Regions from separate parts of the Zea mays genome. Here regions 2 and 3 are each linked to region 1. The links are chromatin contacts, called in public Hi-C maps. All regions are on one chromosome and are shown on one strand. Each heading gives the region's core, a stretch centred on a gene start, on an enhancer-like site or on the middle of the called end of the contact. The rest is flanking DNA. Distances are from core to core; before and after follow the strand shown. Region 1 holds the start of LOC100285726 (oligopeptide transporter 4). Region 2 holds the start of LOC100278739. Region 3 holds the start of LOC100384098.

Evidence for each region. Hi-C and Micro-C count contacts between places; a contact is called where the count stands out from the background.
Region 2: a Hi-C map of tassel shows a contact between it and region 1, with 2.7 times the contacts expected there. The contact joins the promoter of LOC100278739 here to the promoter of LOC100285726 in region 1. A contact is called at or near these places in 5 of 25 Hi-C or Micro-C datasets (bundle sheath, ear, leaf and 2 more).
Region 3: a Hi-C map of leaf shows a contact between it and region 1, with 4 times the contacts expected there. The contact joins the promoter of LOC100384098 here to the promoter of LOC100285726 in region 1. A contact is called at or near these places in 2 of 25 Hi-C or Micro-C datasets (bundle sheath and leaf).

Annotation. Positions count from the first base shown.
Region 1 is chr4:163,120,162-163,125,279 of Zm-B73-REFERENCE-NAM-5.0, forward strand. It overlaps LOC100285726 (oligopeptide transporter 4), which reads right to left and starts at 2,827. Exons shown (of 6, transcript NM_001158617.2): 1 at 2,203-2,827; 2 at 1,981-2,078; 3 at 1-428. The coding sequence starts at 2,754.
Region 2 is chr4:163,357,315-163,362,432 of Zm-B73-REFERENCE-NAM-5.0, forward strand. LOC100278739 reads left to right here and starts at 2,857. Exons shown (of 6, transcript NM_001151917.2): 1 at 2,857-3,012; 2 at 3,297-3,406; 3 at 3,892-4,382; 4 at 4,476-4,646. The coding sequence starts at 2,938.
Region 3 is chr4:163,291,778-163,296,895 of Zm-B73-REFERENCE-NAM-5.0, forward strand. It overlaps LOC100384098, which reads left to right and starts at 2,327. Exons shown (of 6, transcript NM_001321767.1): 1 at 2,327-3,103; 2 at 3,243-3,319; 3 at 4,648-4,705; 4 at 4,830-5,019. The coding sequence starts at 2,524.

The DNA.
Region 1 (5,118 bases), core at 1,577-4,076:
GGACGTCGTAGCTGCTGCCGTTCGACATGAACAGGTGCGAGGAAAAGATGGGGAACGTCTTGGCGCTGTACAAGTCAAACCCCCAGTACGCTGCAGGCATGATGACGTAGACGAAGAACACGTAGCCAAAGAAGATGTTGGCGGTAGCGAAGAAGGGCGAGATGAGGGGGCTGAAGAGGAAGGAGGAGACGGTGGACCAGTCGAGCGTGAAGGCGCCGAGGCCGAGGCCGCTCATGCCCGACCCCAGCTGCTGCGCCGTCACGGACCTGGAGAAGACCCAGCACACCCACGAGATGGACGTCAGCGTCGGGAAGAGGTAGCCCGGCACGGCGTACCAGGCGAAGCTGCACGCCAGCACCACCAGGAAGAACTTGGAGCGAGAGATCTGGCGCGAGGCTTTGGCGGATTCGTCCTTCTCGTGCAATGCCCTAGTTCAAAAAAAAACAAAAAAAACGAAGACACGTGATCAGTGGTACTGTTACTAACGATCATCCATTTTGAAATCACTTAACAAAAAATTAGAATGATAAAAAAATGTGTCTTTTATAATTATCTATTTCATATAAATGTTAATGCTATTTTTTTTATAAATCTAAAAAAATGAGTTGATCTAAACATATAGGATTAGATTATCTTTGGGTCAGAGGTAGCACGTTTCAGTTTTCTCTGCCTCGCATTATACTGTATGTGTGTGCAGCCGACAGTCTCTGAACTGATCAGCTAGCAACCTAGCATATATGATCTCGGATCCCTTCGCAACGGCATAACGTAACCACTAACCTACATGGTTTGTTTAGTTCCGATTCCCATCCAAACCCACAGCATCTTCTCTCTTTTTTTATTTGCTGTCAGTATGTAAAGCAAATCCAAGTTGGAGCCCATCGCGCGCGCGTATGGGCAGGATCAGGAAGGCTGTAAGCATGTGCAAGTGCAACTGTGCAAGGCACCTCTGCGCCTTCCCAAGGCACGAGCAGTGAGCTTCTGAAATCCAATCCACCCACTTGCCGACTCGATCGCACACACACAGGTTCGTGACAGACATGCAACGCAGCTACAGTACGCAAGGTCTCCGCCCCTGGCCTGCCCCTCCAGTCTCCTCCTCTCGGTCAGAACTCGCAGAGGGTAACGTACAGGGTCGTATTCGCGCAGAAACCATGCAGAGTGTTGTCAAGAACTGTCAGAAAAAAAAAACGAGGCGGAAAAAGACGCCCAATCGCTGTCCCCGTGGACTTGGGAGTCCATGGAAGAAGGAATCCAGCGAGGGAACGAACGCTACGCGCGTGCGTGGGGCATGCATGGAGCCAGAAGGCTGCTTTGGCCTCCTCCACTGCGGTCCTTGTCATGGGGACTTTAATCATTGGCGCGTGGGGGCGGTGGGGACATGTGGTCACAGGTCAAAATTTTCTTTCCAGCCACTGAACGGTGTAATAGTCGGGGATTCCATGATGATCTAGCATGTATCAGCGCTTGGGCAGCCAATCCATAACCCATCACTGAAGCACAGCCGCAAACGGGAGGGAGTAGCATGTGTTTGGTTCCAGTCTTCCAGAGTGCACTAGAACAAAGCCACTTCACTCTTAATTTGTTGTTGTTTGGATTGATTTTATATACGAACTATTAGAGATGATCTTATTTTAGTACTTAGTTATAGGTTAATAAATACTAATAATACTCATGCTCTGTGCAAAGCTAAAAAAAATATATTTACAGGTACTGTTAGACTAGATGCGCTGTGCAAACCTACGGATGCGCACGAGGCGCCAATGCGTGTGCAGCTGTAGGATTTACCAACCGCAACCAGAGGTGAAGAACAGTAAAATTTAAAAATGCCAAATAACGCGTTGGTGGTCTCGCGGCGCGCGCCTTCCGAAAATCCAACCACTAACGTTAACCAAAACCCAGCTGAAGAACGCGGCAGTGAAATTTTACTGGAACCCAAGTAAAATAGCGTAATAAGGATTAAAAAGTGTGGTGGCTCACCGGAAGAGGGAGACCTGGACGAGCGTGCCCGGCCACCACATGTGCGCCGGCTGCACCACGTACTTGCGCAGCAGCCCTGCCCACCCGTACCCGAGCACCTTGAAGCCAGCGAGCCATTGAAGCGAGAGTGAGAAATTCCATGCAGTTAATTAACTGTCAGCTAGCTGATATATATGGGGGGGATGAGAACGATAATAGAGCTGGCCTGGTCGTAGCATCAACCTGCGTGGTGACGACGAGGAGCCAGGCGGTGAAGAAGGAGATGTGGCGGTGGTAGAAGGCGCGGATGATGTCGATGATGGCGACGGCGTAGGCGCTGCCGTTGCCGAACGCGAAGCCGGCGTTGGCGAAGATGGAGATGAGCACGTGCTCCTTGACGTTGAAGGGCCCCGGGTTGAGGCTCCACTCCCCGCCGCCCAGCAGCGCGGGCGCCCGGAACCTGGCGCGCGGCAGCGCGCGGGCCATGAAGTGGCCCAGCGGCAGCGACGCCACCTGCACCGTGATCTGCGTCACGATCAGCGGCTCCGTCCGGTACGAGAAGAACTGGTTGAGGAAGCTCATGAGCGCGCACGACAGCAGCCCGATGCTCCACATCCGGAACGTCCACACCGGCAGCGACGGGTCGTCCGTCGACGGCACCGTCAGCCGCACCTGCTCCACCGGCGAAGTCTCCTCCTCCTCCTCGTGGCCGCCGAGGACGATGCCCTCCTCCTTGCCGCCGACGCCGGCCTCGGCCTCGGCTAGGCCGCGGTGGTCCGTGCCTATCTCGCCCATTGCTCGTGATTGCTTTGCTTTGGGGTGAGCAATAAGGAGAGAGGCGCGCGCTGTCTCGAGCGTATATATCGAGGCTTTGAGTTTGAGCACGGTGACGCTGAGTTATCGCTAACAATTTTGATCGACGACTGGGACCGGGAGGGGCGTCATGCCGTGCTTCCTAGCCCGTGCTATCTGGCCGCCATTTATGACGGCGAAAAAGAAAGTGCTGTACTCCGGCCGTATTGTTCACTGAATGGGAAATCCATGGAATCTCGTACTGATTGAATCTTTACTTGTCGATATCCAGATCCTTCAGCCTTTTCTCCATGTGAAGCCACAGTGTGCCAGCGAGCTTGCCGCGCGCTAGATCACGAGACGTAACGGCGCGCAGTGGTTCGACAGGCTCACGCGGGACCGGGGCAGGCTTGTAGTTACTCCACACAAATTATTACTCGTAATATAATATTCCCATCCAAATTAACTATTTAAAATCCACACCGCTCTCTGGCAAATGTAGGAGATCCACCCCTTTCCTATCCGCTTGGAAGATACTGGTACTACGTTGGGCTACATTGCTAATGAGTAACTTGTCCAGTTGTGTTATGTCAGTCCCTAAACTCTTAGGGCGCACACGAGCAACAATTGACCTATCTAGGTGTTGTTTGGTTTGCTGTCTAACTTTTCACAGTTGTGGTAAAAATTTTCTCCTTCTACGTAGGTCTCACTCATCGATGACCGGTAAAAATGTGGCAAGATTCCTTTAGACGTGACAAATTGTGGCGCATAATTTAAGCGTCTAACCTTAGACATCTTAGACAAGTGTGGCATGAAATTGTGTGGCAATTTTTGACATCATAGGTATAGAACCAAACAACCGCCTAATTTTTTTATCTCGCTCGCGTCACCCGTTCGACTCGGGCAGCTAAAGAGCAACTACTTAGCCTAAAGCCTCCAGCTTTTATTTGGTATCTATTTCTCCATCCAAACTTGTTGAAAACATCGACATCCATCCTTTAGTGGAGTTATATCTTCCTCTTTGGATAGTTCAAACCATTGCTTGATCCGGTGTATACCCTTTTGAAAATGACCTGCAAGAATGACATAGATAGAAGCGGCCTTTTCAAAACAATGTCATTTCTATCCAACCAAATTGTCTAATATAGAGTTGCAACCCTTATTAAAATATGATCTGTAAGCTTAGAAGAGAAAGTCATCAACCAATAGCCAAACATATGAGCTACCATAGTAGGTGGTTGAATACTGAAGACAACAAAAATTGAACTCCAAAAGGACCTTGCGACATGACAATCAAAAAGTGATGTTGAACAATTTCCTAAGAGCTACAAAAGCAACACTTAGTGTAATCATTCCTCATGGCCCGATCCTTGATAATAAAATAGTTAATATGGTATTCAAGAAAAGTTGAATTATCAGAAACCAATTTATGAATAGAGACAATTTTTGTGGCTTCAGGAATATAAAGAATGTTGTCTATATTAAGACTATGACTACAGGTATTAACAACTGATTCACTGATGTGACTAATATTCATACATGCTCTATCAATAGTGCAGATTTGATCATGTCCCTTCTGCTTGTCGATCCTACACCATTTTATCAAGTTTGCATGAGATGTGATTTATAGCCTCGATATCTGTGTACCAATTGAAGTCTATACCATAGGACGTGGTAGTCGCCCCTGCATATCTATCATCTGGAACATAATTTTCATAAAAATGATATTCTATTGCAATATGATCCATTTTGTCGCAAACTTGGCATTGGGGTATTTTCTCTTATTGTATGTCACTTCTTGGGACACGTCCACCACTGCGCCCGTGACCTCTTAGACCGTGGATGCCTCCTTGAGTGTTTCTTTGACACGTGCACCTTCTCACTCGTACTTAGTTGCATTGGTTATTGCATGGTAGTTGGTGAGTGGCATCAGTTTCATGCGTTGCTCAGAGCTCAATAGCTATGAATACACCTCGTTGAGGGTGAGATCATCCCTTGTAATGAGGGTGGTGATGACTAGGTTGTACTCGTAGCCAAGGCCGATAAGGATGTAGACGGTCGGTTGGCTTGCCCATGGATGTCAGCTTGTCGCCTAGACGTGTTTGGTGACGGAAAGATCTCCTTTCTTAGTAGTAGCAAGGGAAATCCTTGAATTCACGGAGCATGCCCTTGTTGTGGAGGTGTAGTTTCCTTCGACAACTTTCTAGATTTCTATGGCGGTTCGATATATCGTGACTTGGGAGAGGATATTTCTGGTTATAATGGAATCATAAACGTGAGAACTTGCTGGTCTATTATATACTATGCGTGAAAGGGCGGAAGTAGGGGTTGTTGCACTATCGGTGAGGTAGAATTTTTAGCCTAACT
Region 2 (5,118 bases), core at 1,607-4,106, 240 kb after region 1:
TCCATAGCCATTTTTATGGGAGGTGCTGTCATTTTTTTTCCAATACACTTTATTGAAGATTTCGCTTATTCTATTATTAAAAAGTTAGCAAGTTAATTCTTTCATCTTGTCCGGCTCAACCAAATGACACTGTTTGTCTGGCTCAACCAAATAACTCTCTCTCTCTCTCTCTCTCTCTCTCTCTCTCTATATATATATATATATATATATATATATATATATATATATATATATATATATATATATATATATATATATATAGTTATTTAGAGCCTAGGGCTTTAAATATTTACAGGAAGCCCTGGTCAGTTCCCTTCCTCATGACACACGTATGTATGGCCCGACTAGCATACATTCCATGTTCAGATTACATGGCGCTTACGGATATGTTTTTATGGCAGTTATGGACACGATGCTAGATTTGAGCGTAAAAATCCTCACGGTTGAACGTAAAATAGTGTGAAACATATATAATAAGATCATGTTTACTGTCACCTCGCATGTGGGGTCCTACTTTTATAGAAGGTACCGTCATCATCCACCAGGTGTGCATGCGGTTTTCGATTTTTAGGTCAGTTGTGGATCTTAGAATTATGGCAATTCCAAAAATTGATGTGCATGTGAAAAATATGCATGAAGAATGTTGTGTGTGCCCATCACATGTTTTGGGTAAAATTCTCAAGTCTAAACGTAAATAATGTCGGATATTGCGTAAATTCTGAACATAAATAATGTCGGATATAGGGAAAATGTTATTACAAGTTTACAACTGTCAAAATTACTAGAAGCGAGCTAGTAGATATTTAATAGTTTTGGTCAAGAATCTGGTCCGTACGGGCCGCCCGCCCGACCCCTGCAGCGCAGGCGCAGCACGCAGGTCCGTGAGGGACGACCGGACGAGTATGCCAGCATACGTGTCACCGTGAGGGACGCGGTACCCAACGGGACCGTGCTTGCTTGTTCCCGCCTGCGTTCGAATTGGCACTGACTTTGAAGCAGTGCATGAAAAGCTACCACCGCTAGCGTTCGCAGTATCGCAGCTAGCACGTGGTTGTCACTGGTAGCTAGTGTATGGAACCGTCCTGGCGCGACCAATGCAGCAAGCACCAAGCAGTCGGTCGGTCGGGGCTGGAGGACTCGATCCCACATGCCACGCACTGTTATTTACTACAGCAAGAATTTTGACTGGTCTAGCAAAATGAATTGGTATTATTCTACTAAAGACAGTGCCAGCGAGAGTTTTATTAAAGTTTTGTTTGGATTTAATAAGCTATGACAAATTATTAACGCTACCAAAGTCTACACTAGCCTGTAAGTAACGGATAATACTACTACATAGAACAATCCAGCAAATTGAGGTGGTAGCAGCTACAGCCGCTGAGGCTCTTCTTGTTCAGGCTGTTGATAAGAAGCAGAAGCAGAAACCCTAGGGAGAATCTATGGCCGACGGGTGGGCGGTTGGCTCAGACTGCACACGCAGCATGCAGCAGAGGTGGAGAAAGGCTTGGAGCAGTAAAAAAAAAACTACTCCTACTACACAGAAATGAATGATGAGGCACTCCATTACGCTATGATTGGGGAGCACCCCAAGGAGAAGCAACAAGCGATCGAGTAGAGTAGAGGCGTGGCAGCAGTATACCCTGCCTGCTACCTAGGGAAGCGACAGGGCGCAGACGCAACAGTAGTGTGGCCGGCGACGGCGAGCGAGCGAGGGAGGGAAGGAGAGGAGAGGAGAGGACGGAGGTCTCATCACGTCAAGCGAGCGCGACGCGGGCAGAGTGCCGGGCGGTAGGATGGCAGCGGGCGCTGTGGCCTCGATGAAGGTGTCAGCAGCAGCAGCAGCAGGATGCGGCAGGACGCGCAACGCTGCGTTGCCGCCCAATGCAATGCGGATACGACCGCTCCCTCCTCCGTGACCGTGACGGCGACCAGACGTGCGTGCATGCTGCATGCTGCTCTGCATCCACCCGCCCCCGCCCGGCATTGCAGGCCCCAACCCCTGTCCTTCTTTTTCTTCTTCCCTCCCCCATGCACCTGCATAGCCCATAGGGCAATAGACGCCTCCCTCTCTCTCCGCCCCCACACTTTTGCAGTAGAAGAGTAGAAAACCTTCTTCCTTTCCCATCCAAGCAGACATGCATGCATGTGTACAAACGTCACCTCCTGTGCGACTCGTATTTTTAGACAATGCAACACTTCCGCAGATGAAACAGAGGATAATAAGTAAACATAAGACACGCTTGACGTGACACTGAGCAACTGACTAATAACCACCATCCTCTCAGTTCGGAAACTGACCACCGCCCCATTTTCGGCACTGTACGGACGGACGGACGGCCGTGCTCGCCTGCAGCAATGTAGTACGAGAGAGAGGAACAAGGAAGACCCACTGGATCATGGATGTCCACGTGACCATGTGTCCTTGGCGTCGTGCTCGCCTCTCCTCTTTTTTTTTCGCGCGCCACCATGACACGACGCGTTGCTCCGTCCCTTGGTTCTGCAAACACTGTTCTTCTTCTTCTTTTTTTTTTTTGCTTTTTTAGGGATTCTTTTCTTCTCTGGCGGGTTGCGCCGGGACACGTCACACTCACAAAGTCACAAGGCCACAGGAACCACAGGCCTCGTCGCCTCGGTCGTTTTATCAGTGGCCCGTTCCGTGTAGCGGCTGAACAATCGTGGTAGAGAAGGTCCAGGTCCAGTATATGAAGACTCGATGGCCCGACTTAGTCTGCTGGACCAACCCATGGGCCTCGTATTAATGGGCCCAAACATGGGCTGGCCTGCTGGGTGCAAAGCAGACGTGCGGTTCGCGAATCGGGAATGCGCCTTTCCGTTTCACTCTCCTCGAGAGGCGGCGCTGCTGAGGACACTAGGCCCGACCGCCCGAGGAAGGAAGAGAAACCCGCAGAGGGCGATAGAGGTCAGCGCGATTCGGAGATGGGCATGGGCGACGAACTGTGGGACGACTCGGCGCTGGTCGTCGCCTTCGACCGCGCCATTTCCACGTTCAATGTATGCTTGCTTGTCTCCCGGTTTCTCCGTTCCCGGACCGCTGTCTATCGCCGACGCAGCTGCTAGTTTGTGTTTGTGTGTGTGTGTGTGTGTGGGGAGGGGGCTTTGACAGGCTACTGTCGGGGGGTGTAGGCGTGGTTGGGGCTGGGGGTTCTGGATTTGGGTGGGGATGAAGAGCTGAGGTTTTACCTTACCGGCATCGCGACTAGAAATTTATGTACATTCGACTCCTCTCTTTGCAAAAACTTTTGTTTTGCATCGGGCTAATTGTTGATGATTGGCAGGAAATGCATTGCAAGAGCAGGCGAGCAACGCCAAGTAAGGATGCGAAGAAGGAACACGCTGCTGCTCCTGCAGCAGAAGAAGAGCCCATTACTGCTGGAGCAGTGGATGAGTGAGTATATATACCTATGCTTGTAGCTTCATTCAGTAGTAAGCTAGTTTGTTCGCTTGTGCCTATGCTATATCCAATCCAAAAGAAAATGAAGTGTTTTACATGATTATTAAATTGTGTGATTTGTTAGGACCGGTACAATAAAAAAAGGGTACCCTGTTGAGAAATGGCTGTTCGCTGTTCCCATATTTGTTTCCACTGTTCTGTTTGGCATTCACATTTTATTTAAACTGCTTCGACTAATGCTTTGGGACGACAGTGCCATGCAATCATCAATTACTTATGCAATTTGTAAGAAACATGAGTGTTATGGATTATATTCTCTAAGGACATCTGCTATTTTGTCTACCTGATATTCCTAATGGTTTGGCCATGCTCATTTGTCCTTTATGTATCCAATTTAAAATTCTTGTGCTATTGTATCGGCGCTACATTCTTCCAAGACATGATCGAGTTTAATTTCATTTCATTTGTACATTTTAAAGGTGCAGAGAGGAAGATGACAACTGTGACAACGCACAGACAGTTGAGCAACAGCAGCCCTCTGACGACAGGCAGACAGTTGAGCAAGCTTCTCTTCAGGAAACTGATCCAGGCAAAGAGACACATGTTTCAGAGGCTAAAACGCTCACAGCAGATGCTGATGGAAATTTGAGTTCAAGCCAGCAAACTGGGGAGTACAATGAATTGCTGAGACAATACTATGAGCTTGAGGAGAAGAGTCGGAACATTCTTGAGCAACTTCAACAAACAAACTCTTGGAATTATCAGGCACCAGGATATGCTTCTACAACCCAACAGCAGCAAGTTCCTGTCTATAGTGCCACAGCACCAGACCTTCACTCTTCCACCACTCAATCATCATGCTGCAATTGGAATGTTCCCCTGGTATCTGTCTACTGCTGTTCAACTGGCCAACCAAGTGGAGGTTCTGCTTATATGCCACCTACTGCTGGCTGCAGCGCAACATTGACTTGTAGGTGCCTAGTTTGGGCCTTCTTCATTTGTTCATAAGTATTGTGCCTATTCCATTGCATTTAAATAAACTACATAATATGATTCTTTTCAGGTGATCAATGCCCAGATGCAAACAGTGCATACCCTAGCGTTTCAAACTTCATGCAGGTCCCAACAAATGTATCTATCAATGATGATCAAGTTGCTAAGGCTGCAATGAAGACTGCTGAAGGTGCCTTCAATTTTATGAGAAGTACGATATCTGGACAGCCTGGCGCCCAAAGTAAGTAATTTCTTGTTTGAAGTAGTGTTCTTCCGCAAACATCTTAAAACATGTTCCCAAGAATAGCTAGTTCTATGAACGTATTGCCTTTATGTTATTGTCACTGGAGAGAAATTTGAACAGATCTTTTGCCATTTTTGCTTACGTGGCATACCATGCTCGTGTGCCACACTGGAGCTCAGTCTGCGAGGCAGATGAAACGTCTTTCCTGCCCCTGACAGCTGTAAGGTGTTGCGACCTATCATCCTCTCTAAAAAAAACTCGTCCAGTAGGGGAAAGAAGCTCAATCGAAGCCCCGAAGAAAGGTCACGCCTCCGTGCAGCATGAGGGTCTGCCCCCTATATGTCAGATCTTTACTCGTGCTTTGATTCTTCCCAGCCTCTACATGAGGATCCGCCCCCCGTACATGAGGATCCATCCCACGTGTGCACACCAGGGGAACCAACAAATAATCTTTTTTAACCTCGGTTTG
Region 3 (5,118 bases), core at 1,077-3,576, 170 kb after region 1:
GTAATGTGATGAGCAACAATATAACATAAAAATTGCAACATAGGCAATGATAGCGAACTTACATCCTCACGATTGACCATGTAATGGAAGGTGACACGACACCATTCGTATACATAATAACCGCACAGGACAGTACCCGGTGGTTGTTTGTCACCATATGGAAGGTTATGTGCGAAATCGCGCTCACCCAGAGGGTACAATCATGGAGGGATACACTACAGAAGAAGTGATTGAGAGTTGTATAGATTACATCAGTGACGGAACAATGATAGATGTGCCTGTACCTAAACATGAGGGTAAACTATGTGGGAGAGGGAGAATGGGCAAGAAAACTTTTCGCGTTGAGGATTACAAGCTAGTACATTGTGCTCATGGTAGTGTACTACAACATCTCACGATAGCTGAGCCTTACATAGAGGAACACCTGGATGAGCTTCGTAAAGAAAATCAGAACCGCACAGAGGACTGGATCATGAGGGAGCACAAACATCGTTTCAGCGAATGGTTAATGGACAAAAACATCCCATTCGGAGACTCTTTGGAAGAGAAAACAATGAAGAATTTGGTTTCTGGGCCATCGTGTTTTGTGACATCATGGCAAGCATATGACCTCAATGGGTACACATTCTACACTAAATCAAAAGACATGAAAAGTGTTGCACAAAATAGCGGTGTTCGTATCGATGCTTTTGACCTACATGGACAGAAGACCACATATTTTGGATTCATAGAGGAAATATGAGAACTTGATTATGGCCCAAGCATGAAAAAACCCTTATTTAAGTGCCAATGGGTACAACATCCCGTGGGGGTGATAGTGGATAACTACGGACTCACACTGGTAGACTTAAAGAAAGTAGGATATAAAGATGACCCGTGGGTTCTCGCCGAATGTATTGCACAAGTGTTCTATGTACTCGATCCAGCAGATGAGAAGATGCATGTAGTTATTTCTGGAAAGCAAAAAATTGTTGGAGTTGAGAATGTGGGAGACCAAGATGAAGAATACAATAAGTATGAAGAGATGTTCGTCTTTAACGGTCCAGAGAGAATCAAGCGTGTGGAAAAGAAAATTGATAAGAACTTAAAGCCATACATGCGAAAAAATGGTAGTTCATGAAAAATTGTATGAATCAAATTGTATTTGTTTTCATGTATGATCGACTATGAATTGTGGTTGCCAATTAATTTAAAATCTCTCTAGTTAATTATGTGTGCTATTATAATTCATTTAAATTGTATTTGCATATTTTTGTTAAAAATTAAATATTAATTTATTTAAATTGTATTTGCATATTTCTGTTAAAAATTAAAATATTAATTTATTTAAATTGTATTTTCATATTTATGTTAAAAATTAAAATATTAATTTATTTAAATTGTATTTTCATATTTTCACAATCACAGGCGGTTTTCTAACCGAACCGTCTGTGATGTAAAAAACCTACCGCTTGTATAGAGCCAAATTGTACTAGTGCAGGAACAAGGCGGAGAAACGGCGCCTTAATAGGCTTGCCGACGCCATCATACAGAAGGCGGAGGGAGCCTCGCCTTCAACACTTGTGGTCGTCGTTGACCAACTGCTAAGATATGTTCTTGACTTAGCTCGTGGACGACTCGAGACACAGCTCGACTGGGCCCAACTCCGACGTCGACGAGGCCCTGGAAAGAATCTCTTTCGTGGCAACACCACCACAAAATGACAATGGCAAGTGGGGACAATGAGTCCTCCAACAACAATGAGGCGCCCTGAGGTCTCTTGCAGTCGCTGTGGTGTCGTGAGTTGGGAGAAATAGAAAAATGAAGGGTTTAGGTTTAATTACGCTTAAAATGGAGGGGACTGTTTTTAGCTGCTTTTAGCTGGTGTGGGTTAGTTAGGGAATGCTGCTCAAAGTGCATTATTAGGTGTCCATTAACAGAGCGACCAGGCACATATAGCCTGAAAAGGGAATGTTACCTCACCTTTTGCATTCCCTCTCCCATAGCGCGCGCGCACACACACACATCCCTATCGAAAGTGTAATTCTCCCACACTAATCTGCCCAAGAAACACCCCCCAAAAAGCGAGTGTCTGGAGAGGGGGGGAAAAGAAGAGAGGCTGGAGAAGAGAGAGGGAGAAAAAGAAAGGTGAAAGCAAAGCAAAAGGAGATGCATGGTGTGGGAGAAAAGACCAATATATATGTTCCTCCCTAGGGCCTAGGCCACCTCATCCCCTAGCTCGCCGCCTCTTTCTTCACACGGCAGGGCACACTGCTATACACAATACAAATACAAACACACACTCCTGTCCTTTCTACTCCAAGTTTCATTCCAAACCCTCCCCCCTCGCTCTCGACGCCTCAGCTCCTCCCCCTTCTCTCTCAACTCCTGCTAGCTCTCTCTCACACACACTAGCCGGCGGCGCTCCTCAATTTTCACACTTCCTAACCACATCAGGCGCACACCTACGCGGCCATACCCTCCTCCACCGATCACTTCTCGGCAGCCGGCTTCTCGTCCTGCATCCCAGGAGAGATCGAGAGAATGGAGCTGTTCCCAGCGCACCCGGACTTGCAGCTGCATATCAGCCCTCCCCCAGCCACGAAACCAACGGAGCTAGGGTTCTGGAAAAGGGCTCTAGACACCACCCCGACAGCAACTACAACGGCCGCGGCGGCCACCACGGCCCCCTCCCTCGCCTTCGCGTCCTCGGCGCCGACAGCCGTGGGGCACCACGCGGCGGCCGGCGCGCACCACAACGACCACCACCATCAGGTGCCGACGACGAGCTCCCACTCCCACCTGGTGGGCCTCCCGTTCTTGCACCACACCCAGCCCATCCTCCTCCCGGAGGGCCGCGGCGGCGGCCTCCGCCGGGACCTGGCAGCCGCGAGGCCCATCCGGGGCATCCCCGTGTACAACGCCTCGCAGCCGCTCCTCCACTTCCTGCAGAGCCACACGCATTGCCACGACGCGATCGTCGGCGCGGCCGGGCCGAGGTTGTCCCCCAAGGCCGCGCTCCGGCTCGCGGCGAAGCGGGGCGCGCGCGCGCCCCGGATGCGGTGGACGACGTCGCTGCACGCGCGGTTCGTCCACGCCGTCGAGCTGCTCGGGGGCCACGAGAGTACGTACGCGCCGCTAGCTCCTTGCCTAGCGTTTTAGCTAGCTAGCACGTCGTCGCTGCTAGCTAGCCGGCATGCTGGGTGAATGGTTGCGTGCCGACGACGACGATGCTTATATATATGCTGCCTCTCTTTGTGCAGGAGCTACGCCCAAGTCAGTTCTTGAGCTAATGGACGTGAAGGATCTGACCTTGGCCCATGTCAAGTCGCACTTGCAGGTGAGGGGGGAACAATCGACCAGCTGTATGGTTAGCATTACATGAATTATATCTGTCCTTGTACTCTGTGTGTGTGTGTGTAATGGGTTATTAGCAGAGGTAATAATTAATGTCAGCTAACGAAGAACCTAGCAGCTCTGATAGCTTTCATTCGTTTTGCATTGTTGTTCTTGCACGGACTTTGTTCTATATGCTAGCTACTCCTAGCTACGTATGAATGTCGTTCATCCTCTCTAGCTCGTTAACGTACACACCTTAACTGTTCTTTGTAGTGGTATTTCTTTATTCTATCCTAAACAAAAGAGCAAGACTAGAGTACTAGCTATATAGACCTCAATATGCAAGAGAGACAAAAGCAGTGCGTTTTGTACGTACTTATTACATACAGGATATATACCAGCAACAAGCTATACACGTACACTCTCATTTCTTGCACGATAAAGTTGACCTTTATTAATTTTGTCCACGGTCTGGACAGTTTTCACTGCTTGTAGTACTGCTGCCTGCTATATGGTACAGCTAGCTCAAGCTCATGCATGCATGGAATAGTATATAGTAGAGAGAGAGTCGTCATTTTACACTTTGGAATCGAAAGCAGTAAAAGTTTCTCTCCCGGCCGTATCACCATTCACCACCACCCCCCTGCATATCTAGCGCGATCGATGCTAGGTCTCGAGCGATCGACATGCCCCACACCGGAAGGAGGGACGATCAACTGAGCCGGCCTGGGGAATGAAGGTCATTGGATGGCATGGCGGCCGGGCGGAGGCGGAGCGCATGTCGATGCGTTGCTGGCGGTGGCCGTGGCGGATCGATCGGACGGCCATCGTCGTCTCGACGATCGATCGATCCGCCATGCGTACGATGCGCACACGCAGGAGGAGGAGCAGGGAGCAGGCGAGCAGCAGAGCCGCAGCAGGAGGGTGGCAAGTACAGGCAGCGCCCCGCATCATTCCGCAATAATGGATCTTACCCTCGGAGCTGTGCCGCTGCTGCGTGCTGCACAGTAGCTGATGGAGCCATCAATGCTCCTCCCCGCTAGCTTGAGCAGCCTTATTCATTCATTAGGTACTTGTTCATTTGGCGGCCCTGCTTCCTCTTGTAGACTAGCACACCCCCGGCCCACTGACTTTAATGCACTACTACTACTTGCGTAGTTGGATACGTACTACTGTACTAGTACTACAGCTACTCCTATAGGCGACAGCTCAGTCAACCCTGCCAGTTTTTTTTTTTATTTTTTTACGCTTGATCGTCATTCAGCAGCACGTAGTATAAGTACATGCCACCATCGTCATCCTTGGATTTCTGTCTGTTCTTGGCCGCAGATGTATCGCACCATCAAGACCACCGACCACAAGCCAGCTAATTCTGCTTCATCCTACGGTATGTACGGTACGGTACGAGTACGACGACGATCATGCTAGCTGCTACGTACGTACACGTATACCGCTAGGTGTCGGCGGTAACTCATCAGTGGTCAATCGATCGAATAATGTGTATTTTGCAGGGCAAGCAGCAGCCGCGAAACCGGTCATCGACATCCCCGACCCCGACGACGACAGCCTGTTCGACCTCATCACCACCAGCGCCGGGTCTGATCAGTCGTCGTCGTCGGCTCAGCACTCTAACCCTGACGGCGGCGGCGGCAACGAGCATGGCTCCAGCATGTGCGCTCTGTGGTGCAGCTCCTCGACAAGGTACGTACACAGATTTGTATACATCGAGCATCTAGCTAGCTTTCTAGTATGTTCAGAAGAGGTATACTGCTAGCTAGTATATAGCAGTACGTCTCTGAC